Regions from separate parts of the Sus scrofa genome. Here regions 1 and 2 are each linked to region 3. Evidence: chromatin contacts called from public HiChIP or PLAC-seq and promoter capture Hi-C data. All regions are on one chromosome and are shown on one strand. Each heading gives the region's core, a stretch centred on a gene start, on an enhancer-like site or on the middle of the called end of the contact. The rest is flanking DNA. Distances are from core to core; before and after follow the strand shown.

The links. Promoter capture Hi-C pulls out the DNA fragments that hold promoters and counts their contacts. HiChIP or PLAC-seq counts read pairs in DNA pulled down with a chosen protein or histone mark.
Region 1: a contact with region 3 is called in a promoter capture Hi-C map of liver, with 2.7 times the contacts expected there. The contact joins the enhancer-like site here to the promoter of C17H20orf24 in region 3. A contact is called at or near these places in 1 of 5 promoter capture datasets (liver), 7 of 47 Hi-C or Micro-C datasets (alveolar macrophages, embryonic fibroblasts, fetal heart ventricle and 4 more) and 1 of 2 datasets of contacts at active chromatin or transcription factors (alveolar macrophages).
Region 2: a contact with region 3 is called in an H3K27ac HiChIP or PLAC-seq map of alveolar macrophages. The contact joins the promoter of LOC102165279 here to the promoter of C17H20orf24 in region 3. A contact is called at or near these places in 1 of 5 promoter capture datasets (fetal skeletal muscle), 4 of 47 Hi-C or Micro-C datasets (fetal skeletal muscle, retroperitoneal adipose tissue, skeletal muscle and 1 more) and 2 of 2 datasets of contacts at active chromatin or transcription factors (alveolar macrophages and skeletal muscle).

What each region holds. Positions count from the first base shown.
Region 1 is chr17:39,700,571-39,704,945 of Sscrofa11.1, reverse strand. All of the region lies in intron 5 of DLGAP4 (disks large-associated protein 4), which reads right to left. Among named protein-coding and RNA genes, the nearest start is that of DLGAP4, 76 kb to the right of the region's middle. Within about 2 kb of position 2,880, at least 19 of the 83 cell types and tissues checked have an H3K27ac peak or open chromatin away from gene starts, as enhancers often do.
Region 2 is chr17:40,096,653-40,101,439 of Sscrofa11.1, reverse strand. LOC102165279 (transcription initiation factor TFIID subunit 4-like) reads right to left here and starts at 3,041. Exons shown (of 3, transcript XR_002340154.1): 1 at 2,976-3,041; 2 at 691-1,398. It overlaps SOGA1 (protein SOGA1), which reads left to right and starts at 2,638. Exons shown (of 15, transcript XM_005672920.3): 1 at 2,638-3,312. The coding sequence starts at 2,638.
Region 3 is chr17:39,867,461-39,871,595 of Sscrofa11.1, reverse strand. C17H20orf24 reads right to left here and starts at 2,747. Exons shown (of 4, transcript XM_021077901.1): 1 at 2,415-2,747; 2 at 161-264. The coding sequence starts at 2,528. LOC110257439 (a long non-coding RNA gene) reads left to right here and starts at 2,816. Exons shown (of 4, transcript XR_002340025.1): 1 at 2,816-3,871.

The sequences.
Region 1 (4,375 bases), core at 1,631-4,130, 170 kb after region 3:
CCTGCGTGATGGCCCCGTCAGTTGCCCTCTTCTCCCCTTGTGTCCCCGTCCTCACAGCCCTGGCCTTTGGGGGGGGGGGGTCTCATCTCTCTCAGCCGCACCTGCAATAGGCCTGCTATCCACAAAATCCAGCTTCTGTTCCCCCACCCGCTTTGCTGAGTGACCTAGGCAAGTCTCTTCCCTTCTCTGTGCCAAATGTAAAATGGAGAGAAGAATCTTACTCAAGAATAGGATACAGTCTTTCCAATTCCACGGTGGTGATTTTTGCATAAAGGTATAATAATAACAAAAGCAACTATTTGAAAGGACTGTTGAGCCATTTTGATGCCGGGCACTGCACTAAGCACTTGGAAAATATTATCTTTGACCTCACAGTTACTATGCTACACTTAAATCATTCACTTAGTTTCTCCTTAGACTGATTATTTAGGAAAACTCTGGAAGTCCCAAGGCATTGAGCCTGACTTTGTGTTGCTCTTCCCAACTGCACCAGCCCCTGCTCCTCCTCCAACACAATCAGGTGCCTTTGTACCACTCTTCCCCCTGCCTAGAGTGCCTCCCAGCATTACTCCTGCCCTCACTTCCTTCAAGTGTCTGCTCAAACATCTTTCTCAATGACTTCTACCCTGGTCCCCTGTTTATGCTGCAATACCTCTCCCCTCCTCCTGCCAGCACTCCCAGTACTCCTTACCCTCCACTACTTCCAATAAGCCATATACTTATTTGTGTTATTTATGTTTATGATTTTGTCTGCCTCCCTGCTTTACCCCCACCCCCGCCATCCCCACAGTGAATGTCCTCTCTCTGAAGGCAGAGGCTTTCATTTTGTTCACTGATAACATCCATGGTGCCTAGAGCAGAGCCTGGCCCGTTGTAGATGATGGTAAACATCTATTCAGTAAAGAGCTGCCTCCTTGCAAAACTCCCGTCCTTAACCACCACCATAGGGCCTCCAAGGTTCAATTTAAGCACCACAGTCTCTCCTCCTTTGGCCTGACTTCTCTACCCATGAGGGAGTAAGGGATGCTTCTCTCTTGTTCAAGAATCTCAATCCTGGGAGTCCTGGCCTGCCCATCAATCCTTAAGCCCCGTTGCCGTTTCCCCCAAAGGCTCAATGGGTCTGCCTAAAAGTGGAACTTAGGAGAGTGACAGTGCTGCATGGAGCACACAGTAGGCACTCAATTAACCAGAAACTTCCTTGTCTGAGGCTTAATGGGGCCCAGGGAGGAAGCCTGCCTTTTGCCCAGTGCCCTCTGCAGAGAGGTGCCTGTTTCAGCAAGAAGGAATTCTGGCTCCTCCTCATTTACTCTAGGAAGGTCTCCTGGACCCTCCCATTACTCTCTAACTCTTTGCCCCCTGCCTACACCTCACTGTGCTTTGCCTGAACCACTGCACAGCCTCTAATCCATCCTGCCCATGTTGCCAGATAATTCTCCCTGAAACTCCTTTGATCATGCTGAACCTCTTTGCCAGACCCTGGATGGCTCCCACACACATACAAGGGAATGGGGAACTCAAGTCAAGCGGACACAGGTGGGAAACAGTTCCCTGACCTACCGAGTGACCTTGACTTGATACTCACTGCCTCCAGGCTGCAGTTTCTTTGTGAAACATCTGTAAACATGTGTGTATGTGTGATTACCTGAGCTAAATCAGGAATGTCAGATAAGTGCAATGCTCCTGGCCAAAGCAGACATCACCAATTTACAGCAGCACATTTCTTTGCTTAACTCAGTCTCAGTCCTGAGCTCCAGAAATCAGATTTGACACATGAGTTGAAGTCTATTTTTTCCCCCTCTGGAGATGACGGTCTTAGAGGTTCCTCTCTGCTCTGACACTCTGGGGACTGCAGTGTCCAATCTGACAGGAGCCTGTAGTATAATAACCAGAGATTGCGGAGGGTTAGTTCTTGGAGGAGACCAAAGCTAACTAGAAGGCTGTCTGCTGAGTGGAATTTTGTCAGCCTCCCTTCCTGTGCCTATGGAAGAGTGAATCAGAGAAGAAACAGAGAGAGTTGTGGGGGAGGAGAGAGGGGACAAACAAGGGAGGACATAGCATTCTGTGACTTGGATAAAAGGTGTTTGTGGAGCCCAAACCCAAGCCTCACATCATAGATGGAGAATTTGAGGCAAAAGGAGCCAGGACCTACCCAGAGTGACACCAACGAAGCTGAAACTAGAACCCTGGGCCCTTGAACAAGGAGCAGGAGTGTTTCCCAGGCCAGGAACCAATCCCAGCTCAGCTTAGGGCCTTGGGCACTGCCAGGGAGTGACCCCAAGTGTGTACACACACGTACCCACGTGCAGGTGCAGAGAATACAGTTGGGGGCGAGGACCACGCAGCAGCCCACCACCACCACTGCCCCTGGGTGATGTCGCAGCCTCCCTGTGATTCAGAGGGAGTGGGAGAGACATAAAAAGGAAGGTTTGGGGTCGGGGGCAGAGGAGAGAAGGGCCAGAAATTGAGAGAAAAGGGAGAGAGGGCTGTGGCAGGGCAGGGCTGAGAGACAAATGGAGGGATATGATGGTGGCGGGGGAGTGGAAGCTGGGAGAAAGGGATGGAGGAGGGGAGGAGAGGAGAATGGGTGCTAATGGTAGGTGGGCAGAGTCAGAGAAGGGAGGGGTGGGAGGGAGGATGTTCTCAGTTCTTTCTTTTTCTCAGACGCTGAGGGGGAGGAGGCAGGATGGGACAGACTGAGGGGTAATGCCACCCCAGTGGGCCCTCTCAGGTAGGTCCTTTGGCTGGGGAGGGGCATATATATGTACCCAAGCTGCTGCTGCTGCCCCCACCATCCCAGCTGGAGCTGACTCTGCCTGCCAGTCACCTGTGAGAGCTATTTCTGGAATGTGAAATCTGGGTCAGAAAGGGGGAGGGAAAGAGGGGGTGGCTGTGTAGGCGGCCCTGGCAGCTGGGAAGCTGGCCAGCTCCATGCCCTGCCCACAGCCACTGCAGAGGGGCCCGCCCTTTCCAGGCTCTCACTGTCTCGATGACTGCCCCCCACCTCTACCCACCCCAGCATATAGCCTTGAGAGCATAATTGCTGGAGTGAGAGTGACAAAGCTTTCATGCCCCTCAGCAACTTGGGGGGCTCAGAACAGTCCTAGGCAAGGGACAGAGCCTGGACTGCTCACTTCTTGGAGTCATATGCTGAGGACAGGGGCAGCCTTCTGAGCAGGGGTGACCTCTGCAGGGAGACAGTGGCCGAGGGAGGGTGTGCCTGTGTGTGTCGGGGTGTGTCTGCAAGGAGGGAGGTGATAATGGGCAAGACTGCCATGAGTGGTGGTGCAAGGTTTTGGGGGTTTGTTTGTCTTTGCTTTTTTTTTTTTTTTTTTGCTTTTTAGGGCCGCACTAGCACGTGGAGGTTCCCAGGCTAGGGGTCGAATCAGAGATACAGCTGCCAGCCTACACCTCAGCTCACGGCAATGCCAGATCCTTGACCCACTGAGCGAGGCCAGGGATTGAACCTACAACCTCATGGTTCCTAGTTGGATTCGTTTCCACTGTGCCACGACAGGAACTCCAGTGGTACAAGTTTTACACTGATTAAGGATGCCATGTATAAGGGAGTTTCGGTTCACAACCTAGACATAATTGAACTATAGATTTATTATGGTACTGTTTGTGGCAGTAAAGGAAACCTCATTCTTTTCTCGCTCTCTTTTTTTTTTTTTCTTTTTTTGTCTTTTGTCTTTTTAGGGCTGTACCCGTGGCATATTCTTAAAACTTTATTTTTTGGCCATCCCCACGGTGTGTGGAAGTTCCTGGGCCAGGGACTGAACCTGAGCCACAGCAGTGACAACACTGGATCCTTAACTGCTAGGCCACCAGGGAACTCCAATGACCTTATTCTAATAAAAATTGTGCATCATGATAATTTTTCAACAGGTCAAACAAGATGACAGGTGTCTCTCCTAACCTAGCACTAAGGTGCCATGGGGACCAATTCCAGCTCTGGGCACAGGTCTGAAAATCTGGTGACTTCCGTTTTTCCTGCAAGGCAGGTGAGTTCACCTGCTGAACATGAGGAGATCAGAGGCTGGAGGAGAAAGAAACAAGTATGCCCTGGTCACTAAGGGGACTTGGAGAGAGCACTGAGTGGCGGAGGTGCAGGGAGTGGCTTTTTGGTGGCTCCCGTTTGTCAGGGGCATGATTTCCTCACAGGTGTGGAGGTGGCATTAGCCTTGAAGGAGATACACATGTATGTAAGAACATGTGAAATTGTATGTAGAGATTAGGTATATGTGTGTGCATGCAAGAATATCAGTGTGCATGTGTCTATAGGTTTTCATATATATGTCTAAGGGTATAGAATATTATGTGCTTATGCACACACATGTGCGGGTAGGTGTCAAGTGTGACTACCAATAATTTCGAG
Region 2 (4,787 bases), core at 1,792-4,291, 230 kb before region 3:
CTGTGCCTATCTTTGAAAAATACAATCAGCTGCAAGCAGTTCCTAACCTTTCTGGGATCCTCTGCTGAGTGTTGAGGACAGAGCCTGGCCTCCCCACCTGCGTGGAACCAATTCTGGATCCTTGGCAAGTCTTACTCCTTTTGTGGCTTCCCTGGTCTGAACTGAGCTCAAGTCCAGAGCCTCCACCTGGGCACTCTCCCCAACCCCAGGGCTCCTCCCTACTAGGTCCTGGATGCTCCCCAGGCTCTCCTGGGGCTGCAGTATGAATTCATGACTCCCCAAGTTCAAAGACATTCAGAGCTCAGCCCCCTGCTCAGCCATGGGTTTGTCAGGAGTGGCTGAGCAGCCTGCCCTAGCATGTCCCCTGCCCAGAGTCACACTACCCAACATCTCCAAGCCCACATTCTGCATGGAGGGAGAAACTGGAGCTCGGAGAGGGAAACAATTTCCAGGAGCCACATAGCATCTCTCTGTGCCAGACCAGAACAAGCCTACAAAAATGGAGGCATCAGAACTAGAAGGTTGTCTGTTACATCAAACTAGACCAAGTGGGATCTTCTGTGGCTGGGGAAGTAGGAAGGCTTGTCCTGGGCTTTGCCCCTGTGCTATGCCGTGCCACCCTGTTTTTGATGTGTCTTTTGTGGCCCATCTCCCCCCTATATTGTGTGCTCCATGAGGTCAGGTACTCACCACTGACAAGCTCACTACTGTGTCCCTCAGGGTCCCGTCTGGTGCCTGTGGGCTGGGTGGGTGGAGAGTCACTGGGGACAGGACAACTGATGCCTTGCCAGGAGGGCGTGAGAATGCCCCTGAAGAAGTGTTTGCAGAGAACCTGCTGAGTGGTACTGCTTCTCACCTGGCTCTGTGGGGAGCACCTGGAGGACAGATCTGAGGATGGAGGAGGCACCCACACACCTAGACGCACCTAGATGGGGATGAGAAGCTGTGCCTCCTCCAAGAGGGCGACCCGCAGGAGGAGTGTATTCACTGCTGTTGGGGAGGTGGGACAGAAACACAGAAGCGGACCTAGGGCCAGTGGTGTGTCAAGGGCAGAAGGAGGTGAGCTAACAGGACTGGGGGAGTAGAGGAAGAAGGAGAAAATGGGCAGGAGGAGGGAAGAGGAGAAAGGGAAAAGGGAGAGGGGGAGAAGGGGGAGGGAAAGGAAATGAGGAGAGGGAGGAAGAAGCTGCAGAGGGGTAAACACCGCCCTGACCCCCCTTCCTCCCCGCCCCCCGCCCCGCAAGGGGTGCCACCCTGAGGTTGAGCGCCAGCCCACAGGACAGCCAAAGGACTTCACCACGTGGCTCTGTCCAGCGGTGGCTCGGTGGTATGGGGAGGGGGGTGGTGCGGGGAAGGTGTGACAGACACACGGAAAAATCAACAACACAGGAGCACAGCCTGGAAGGAAAGAAACGACACCCATCAGAGCTGGGGCTCCGGGGTCGTCCGGAGTTACTCTTGGGAGAACGCGTAGGGGATCAGAGCCACCGTGTCCGGCCTGGATCAGCCCCACAGTAGCCAAAACCTATTCCTAGAGCACCCGCTGGTCTGACTTCTCAGAACGGGTCGCCTCCATTTTAGCCAAGCAGAGCCTGAGAGCAGTCTCTGATCCCCTATCAGGGTAGGGGGAAGCGGTAGTACGCCCGGGTCAAGACGTGCAGAGCCGGGCATTCATCCAGGGCTCCACGCTCCCAACAGTTGTGAGAGGGAAGCCGAAGCAGAAGGTGTGGATCTGCGAGGTTGGGATTCCATCCCCGCTCTGCCACTGACTGACCTTGGGTTAATCGTGTGCCCGCCCTAGGCATCACTTTACGCATCTGTACAATGGGATAATCCGTCTCGCTCTGCGAGGTTCGGGGGGCGGAGTTCGCGCACGCTCCGCACAGCCGCGAGGGGCGAGGGACTCGGCGTGTATATGGATGCTGGCTCCAGCGATCTGAGGTCTGCCCGGCCTCTGCCTGGCAGTCCTCCCTCTCGCCGCTCGCGCGACCCCTGCTCGGACGCGGGGAGCAGGGGGGCCTCCGCCGGGTGCGCTCTCCGGGCCGGCAGGGGAGGGGGCGGCGGCGGAGCGGAGGAGAAAGGAGCCCGGGCCGCGGCGGACCCGGCCCGCCTGACCCTCGAGGGGGTCGCTGTTGCCTCGCAGATCCCTCCCTCGCTCGCTGCCTGCGTCCCTCCCTGCCGCTCCCGCCGCGTCCGCCTTTTGTTCGCGGAGCCGCGCGCCCCCGAGCCCAGGCGGCGGGGCGGGGAGCTGGCGGGGCTGCGCGGGGGCGGGCCGCGCCGGGCGGAGCCGGGGCCCGGGCCGCAGCCGGACTCGGAGCCCGAGGGAGCGATAGGCGCGCTGGCAGCCGGGGCCCGGGCGCGCTCCGGGGGCGCGGCGAGGCCGAGGGGGCGGGCGCCGGGCGGAGCCGGAGCCGGAGCCGGGGCGCCTGGAGGCGATCGGGCCGCTCTCTCCGAGCTCAGAGTAGCGGAGAGACCGTGCGGCGGGAGTCGGGGCCAGAGCGCAGCCCGGGAGCTGAGGTGGGCCGAGAGCAGACGCGGCCCGAGCGGCAGGAGAGGCGCCGGGGACCTCCCCCCGGGCGCGGAGGCCGGGCGGGCCCGGGCCATGCCTGCAGCTCACTGAGGCCAAGGGAGGCCGCGATGGAGGTGCCGGCGGGGGAGCCCCCTGCTCGGGGCTGCGGCCCCCCGCCCGCGCCAGCCCCTGAGAGGAAGAAGAGCCACCGAGCGCCGTCGCCGGCCCGACCCAAGGACGTGGCCGGCTGGTCGCTGGCCAAGGGCCGCCGCGGCCCAGGCCCGGGCGCCGCAGCCGCCTGCAGCTCCGCGTCCTCGGCGCGGCCGGACAAGAAGGGGCGTGCGGTGGCGCCCGGGGCGCGGGGAGCAGGGACGCGGGTGGCCGGGGTCCGCACCGGGGTCCGCGCCAAGGGCCGTCCGCGCCCAGGCACCGGGCCGCGACCGCCGCCACCGCCGCCCAGCCTCACCGACAGCAGCTCAGAGGTGTCGGACTGCGCGTCGGAGGAGGCGCGTCTGCTGGGCCTGGAGCTGGCGCTGAGCAGCGACGCCGAGTCAGCGGCCGGGGGCCCGGCGGGGGCCCGCACTGGGCAGCCGCCGCAGCCCGCGCCGCCCGCTCAGCAGCCTCCGCGGCCTCCCGCCTCCCCGGAGGAGCCGTCGGTGGCCGCGTCGTCGGTGGGCAGCAGCCGCCTGCCACTCAGCGCCTCGCTCGCCTTCTCCGACCTCACGGAGGAGATGCTGGACTGCGGGCCCGGCGGCTTCATGAGAGAGCTGGAGGAGCTGCGCTCGGAGAACGACTATCTCAAGGTGGGGGCGCTGGTGGGGGAATGGGAGGCCGCGGGAGGCGTGGGTGGCAGCCCCTCTGGCCAGAGGCACCAGCTGGCCGCTGCCCCAACGCCTGAGCTGGAAAGGGGCCTAAACCCTCAGGGGCACCCTGAGGTCTGCCTGGGGCTCCCCCGCATTCCGCTCCTTACTGTGTCTGGGAAACCTTCTCCTGAGGGAGGAACCTGGAAGCGGAGACTGCCCAAAGGCGCCTGGTTGGGGAAGGGGGCCTTGGAAGAAGTGCTTTGGAGGATGCCTAGGTGCGGTACTTGGGATGGAGGTGGGTAATCAATCAGTGAGGGGCTGGGCCTCTGATTCAGCTGCTCAGAACCCCCACCCCCACCCCAGGCCAGAGGCCAGACCTTTGGGGGCTCTCCTTTCCGGAAGAGGCGCTGGTCTGCACTGCTGCCAGGAAGACCCATGCCATCCCCTGCCAAGGAGAGGCCAGAACACCATCCTGAATCTTAACCCAGGGCTTTCCTGGCCCAGGCCTGTCCCTGCCTGCTTTTCAGGGCGGGTCCCGTTTGAAAGCATGACATCTGGGAACATCCCCTTGGCTGGAGTCCGACTTCCGCCCAGTCTAACGGTCCCACAGCCCGGGAGGATGATGTTGTGGGAGAACCGGTTCAGAGGCAGCTTCCTAAATCCCAGGATATTGTCTTCTGCTTAGTTTGGGACAGGCCCTGTACACACAGTGAATGCGTTGGTGCTTCACTGCCAGTGCCCATCTTCTTCCCATGTTACCAGTGCGAGGAGGGGCTCTGACATCCCAAAAGAGCATCCCTCTGGGTGTGTGGGGGCCTGAGAGCTTCCATGGGAGAACAGACTTTGCCTTCACCCCTGCAGGGGACATGAACACCTACTGGGTGCAGGCCAGGCTCTGTCTGTTCACTGCCTGGCACCGAGGCAGCCTCAGGGACAGCCCAGCCCTTATGTGTTGATGTTGGCCTGGGAGACTGGAAGCTTCGTGGGTTCTAGTGCCACGAGCTGGGCATGGTTTTGGAAGAGGCTGAAATGTTACCTACTCTTATCAGTTGATGTCCTGGCACAGCACCCAGGGCATCCCTGGCTAAGAGCCGCCGAGTTAATGGCACTCTGCTGATTTATGTCTGCCCAGCAACACTTAGCTTTGCATTGGCCTCTGGCCAGAGGGTTTCTCTCTCGTTAAGAGTTTTTGGGATATTGCTTAACTGTGCCTTTCCCTCCCCTCTTCCCCCAAGATCTATTATCCAATGTGGGTTTAGTAACTGCTTGTTGATTAGAGGGACAGGGTCTGTCTGAAAATGGATAATCAACCCTTTCAGCCTCTAACCTTTCCTCAGGGCAGGCCTCAGTTTCCTCATCTGTTAAATGGGAGGGGAAGTCTTCCTAAAGACCCCATTCAGTGTTGACAGTGGAAGGTTCGGTCGGCTCCAGTGGGCTTTAAAAGCCAGTGATGAGGAGAAGACGTGTGAAGGATG
Region 3 (4,135 bases), core at 1,498-3,997:
ACCATGGGGCCAGTTTTTTGCTTTAGTCATCACACACACACACACAGACACAGTAACTAAAAACAGAAATCAAATCCTCCAAAGTAGCAACTGCCTTTCCTATAAAAAGAAAATATCTCTCTGAAAAGAAATGATACCATGCAAGATACCCAAGACTTACCCTGCTATTCCCAAGAAACCTCGCAAGGGTAGCACTCCCCAAATGACACCTAGGACCACAGCAATGATCTGTCGGAACCAGTAGATCACATCTAAAAATTCATCCTGCAGAAAAGAAAGAGAATGCGTGCATTATCTGAGGTGGGCGCCATAGACGGCCTCTTGCTAAATGCATCTTCCAGGGAAATTTTTCCTAAAAGCAATGGTATATGGGTCTCGAATCTCCACATCTTTTTTTTTGGTCTTTTGTTGTTGTTGTTGTTGCTATTTCTTGGGCCGCTCCTGCGGAGGTTCCCAGGCTAGGGGTTGAATCGGAGCTGTAGCCACCAGCCTACACCAGAGCCACAGCAACTAGGGATCCGAGCCGCGTCTGCAACCTACACCACAGCTCACAGCAACGCCGGATCGTTAACCCACTGAGCAAGGGCAGGGACTGAACCCGCAACCTCATGGTTCCTAGTCGGATTCGTTAACCACTGCGCCACGACGGGAACTCCTCCACATCTTTTTATACTAAAATGTAGTTTAAAAAAAAAAAAAGATATATTGGACTTCCCTTGTGGCTCACCAGGTTAAGGATCCAGCATTGTCACTGCAGTGGCTCAGGTAACTGCTGTGGCAAGGGTTCAATCCCTGGCACAGGAATTTTCACATGCCATGGGCACAAACAATCAAAAATGACATATATTTAGTTACCCTAAGTGATGGCTTCCAGGGCATGTGCTCTGAATAAAAATTTTAGAAAAATCATTTATCCTTTTTTAGAAGCTGTAAAAATGAAAGTGTGATAGTAACTGAGCTACCCGTCATAAATAACTCTTATTATGTCACCTGGGGAGACCTGGACAGACTCCACAGGCAGAAGGGTTAACTGTTAACCAATTCAGCATCACCTTCCCACAAACTACATTCTGAGTAAGTCACAAAGAAGAGAACAGATTAGAAACAAAAGTGCTGGAAGCAGGTCTAATTTTTTAAAAAAATTTTAAGTTTTTTTTTGTTTGTTTGTTTTTTACTTTTTAGGGCTGCACCCATGGCATTTGGAAGTTTCCAGGCTAGGGGTCTAATTAGAGCTACACCCGCTGGCCTACACCACAGCTCACAGAAATGCCAGATCCAGGACCCACTGAGCGAGGCTAGGGATCAAACCCAAGTCCTCATAGAAACTTGATGGATTCACTTCCTCTGAGCCACAAAAGTAACTCCAGCATATCTAATTTTTTATGTAAGAACATGGAAGTCTCAGGCTTCTGACCTGCCCTAGACTGCAGAAATGTGTCCTTATACAAAGAAAGAAAGAAATGACACAGCAAAGTAGAAAGTTTTTACAGAGAGCTCAGCAGACTGGGGACAGGAAGAGGGACCTTCAGGAAGTGCCTCCCAACCCTGCCCCTCTTCCAGAAATACCTACCTCTGCAGTCCAAAAAAACTAGGGAAAGAATGCAAACACAACATTCTTTTCAGGATAATGGGAATCAAGTTGTTTCTGATGGTTCCTTCTACACCAGGGAGCAGAGCTGGGGAAGTGTTTACACTCAGATCTTACGAATGTATTTGATCAGTAAAGACATTGCGAAGTCTCCCAAACATTTCTCACATACATGCGGTGGTTTCTCCTCCACCCTCCCTCCCTCTCTCTCACAAACACACTCAACCCCTGAAAGCTCTCAGTCTCCCCTCTCAACTCTTCACCCTTATTTAAGTGGACGGTTTTTTCAGTAAGCAGTGGCAGCTCCTCTTTAGTACGCTTCACTGTGCTAAAGCTGTAAGGCACCACAGCACCCCATCTCAGTTGTTCTGAGACGTGAATGAGATGATGCAGAGTGCGCCTGACACACAGCAAGTATTCAGTAGAAGTCTGTTACTGTTCGTGCTAACGACGGTAGCAAGTAGTTAATTTGGAGAAGATAAGTCACTTACTCAAGATCCTACTGGGAGTAAAATGCGGAGATCTAATCGAACTCAGCTCATTCCCACTGCTCAGGCACACGACCTGCCCGAGGAGGTGGGACCGGGGGCAACTCCTCCGGCCCCTCCTTGCTGACCCAGCAGACTTCACCCTTAGATCACTCCGTGGTGAGCCCGGAGCCCAGCCGTCAGGCTCGGGTCCGCCAAGTTCGACCAGACACCCTTGGGCCACATGCCCCACCACTCTACTGCGTCCGGACCGGGCAGGTGCAGGCTCGGGCCTGTCCATTCGTCCCCGAGTCCCAGCTGACTATTCGAACGTGCGCCCTCGCCAGGCCCCACCGCACCTTGTCCTCCCAGGCCGCGTCGCTCCGCAGCACTTTGCTCCAGACAGAGACTTTGAGGGCCCCGTTGGCCAGCTGCGGCTGAGGCGGCTCCTCCTTCCGCCGCCCGCCGCTCATCCTCCCGTCGCGCCGCCCGGGCCGGGCCTGGGGCGCGCGGGCCGATCTAAAAGGGGTCGGGGTCTGGAGTCACGGGTCACGGGGCGCCGGGCGGTGGTGGTGGCACTCAGCGGACGTGTTCGGCGGCGCGCCTGCGGCTGCCCGCACCTAACCAGGCAGCCCGGCTCTGCTCTCTCGGCCGAGACCAGGAGGTCGGTGGGCGGAGCAACGCAGCACCGCGCGTCCTCCCGCCGACGTGCCCACGCAGCCAATACACGGCCGCGCAGCCGTAGAGCGAAAGAGGAGGGGCTATCGCTTCGGCGCAAGCGCCCTACGCGCGGCAGTCATGACAAATTTCCGCCAGCAGCGCGGTAGAGGGAGAAGGAAGGGACACTCTTGGTGGGGACGGCGACACGAGCGCAAGGAGGCGCTATGGAGACGGAGGAATGGCGTCTGAGGCGAAAGCGGAGATTGGACATGAGGCTCACCCAATCCACTTTAGCTTGACCCCAGGAGCAGCAGGACAGAACGCAGCCCTTCATTCCCCAAGGCGCTTTTTAAAGCCCAAACCTTGCTTCCCTGGAGCCACAAATTGCTTTTCTGGATTTAAGCCCTTGCTTTTTTTCCCTCCTAACCGTGCAAGTCCTATAGGACTTTGTTCGGGAAGTTAACTCAGAAATTTTTCTGTAATAAGTTGGGGTCTCCTCATGCCTAGCACCCTCTTTTGGACCGTCTTTTGGCAAATGTATGCCTTGAGATCCAAAGAGGGGAAATGATTTTCTGAAACTGTGTATAGCATGTTGGAACCAGCTGCAGAGGAGCAAGTGGAAAGAGTATTTTATTAGGTATCAGCATATTTGAGTATTCATCTACTGTGTCCTCGCTATGGACTTGGTTAGATGTTCACAAAGTGTTTTTCTGGAGCAGCAGCAGCTGCATCGCCTGGGAACTTGATTAGAGATTCAAATTATCAGACCTCAGAGTTCCCGTCTTGGCTCAGCGGGTTAAGAACCCTACCAGTGCCTAGAAGGATGTGAGTTGGATTCTTGGCCTCGCGCTGTGGGTTGAAGGTCCGTCCTTGCTGCAAATTCAGGCATAGGTCACAGATGTGGCTCGGATTCAGTGTGACTGTGGCTGTGGCCGGCTTCTGCAGCTCTGATTCAACCCCTAACCCAGGAACTTCCATATGCTGTGGGTGCAGCCCAAAATGAAGGAAAACAAAACAAAGCAAAACATTCTCAGACTCCATCCCGGACCTACTAATTGGAAATTCTGGGGCAGAGTGCACAATCGGCATTTCAATAAGTCCACCAGGTGGTGCCATGCTTGCTGTGCTGTGTAACAAGGCACTTCATTCCAGTGAGGTGGGTATATAGAATCAAAGTAACTTGCTCAACTAATATCTGGGTCTGTCTGACTTCAAAATCTGCACATGTACCCTTTTTGTGGTTTTTTGTTTATTTCTTTTTAGGGCCAGACCCGCAGCATTTGGAAGTTTGAGGGCCAGGGATTGAAACTGAACTGCAGCTGCGACTTGAGCTTCAGCTGTGGCAAAGGACAGATCCTTTAACCCACTGTGCTGGACCAGGAATCAAACTTGAACCTCTGCAGCGACCCTAGCCACTGCA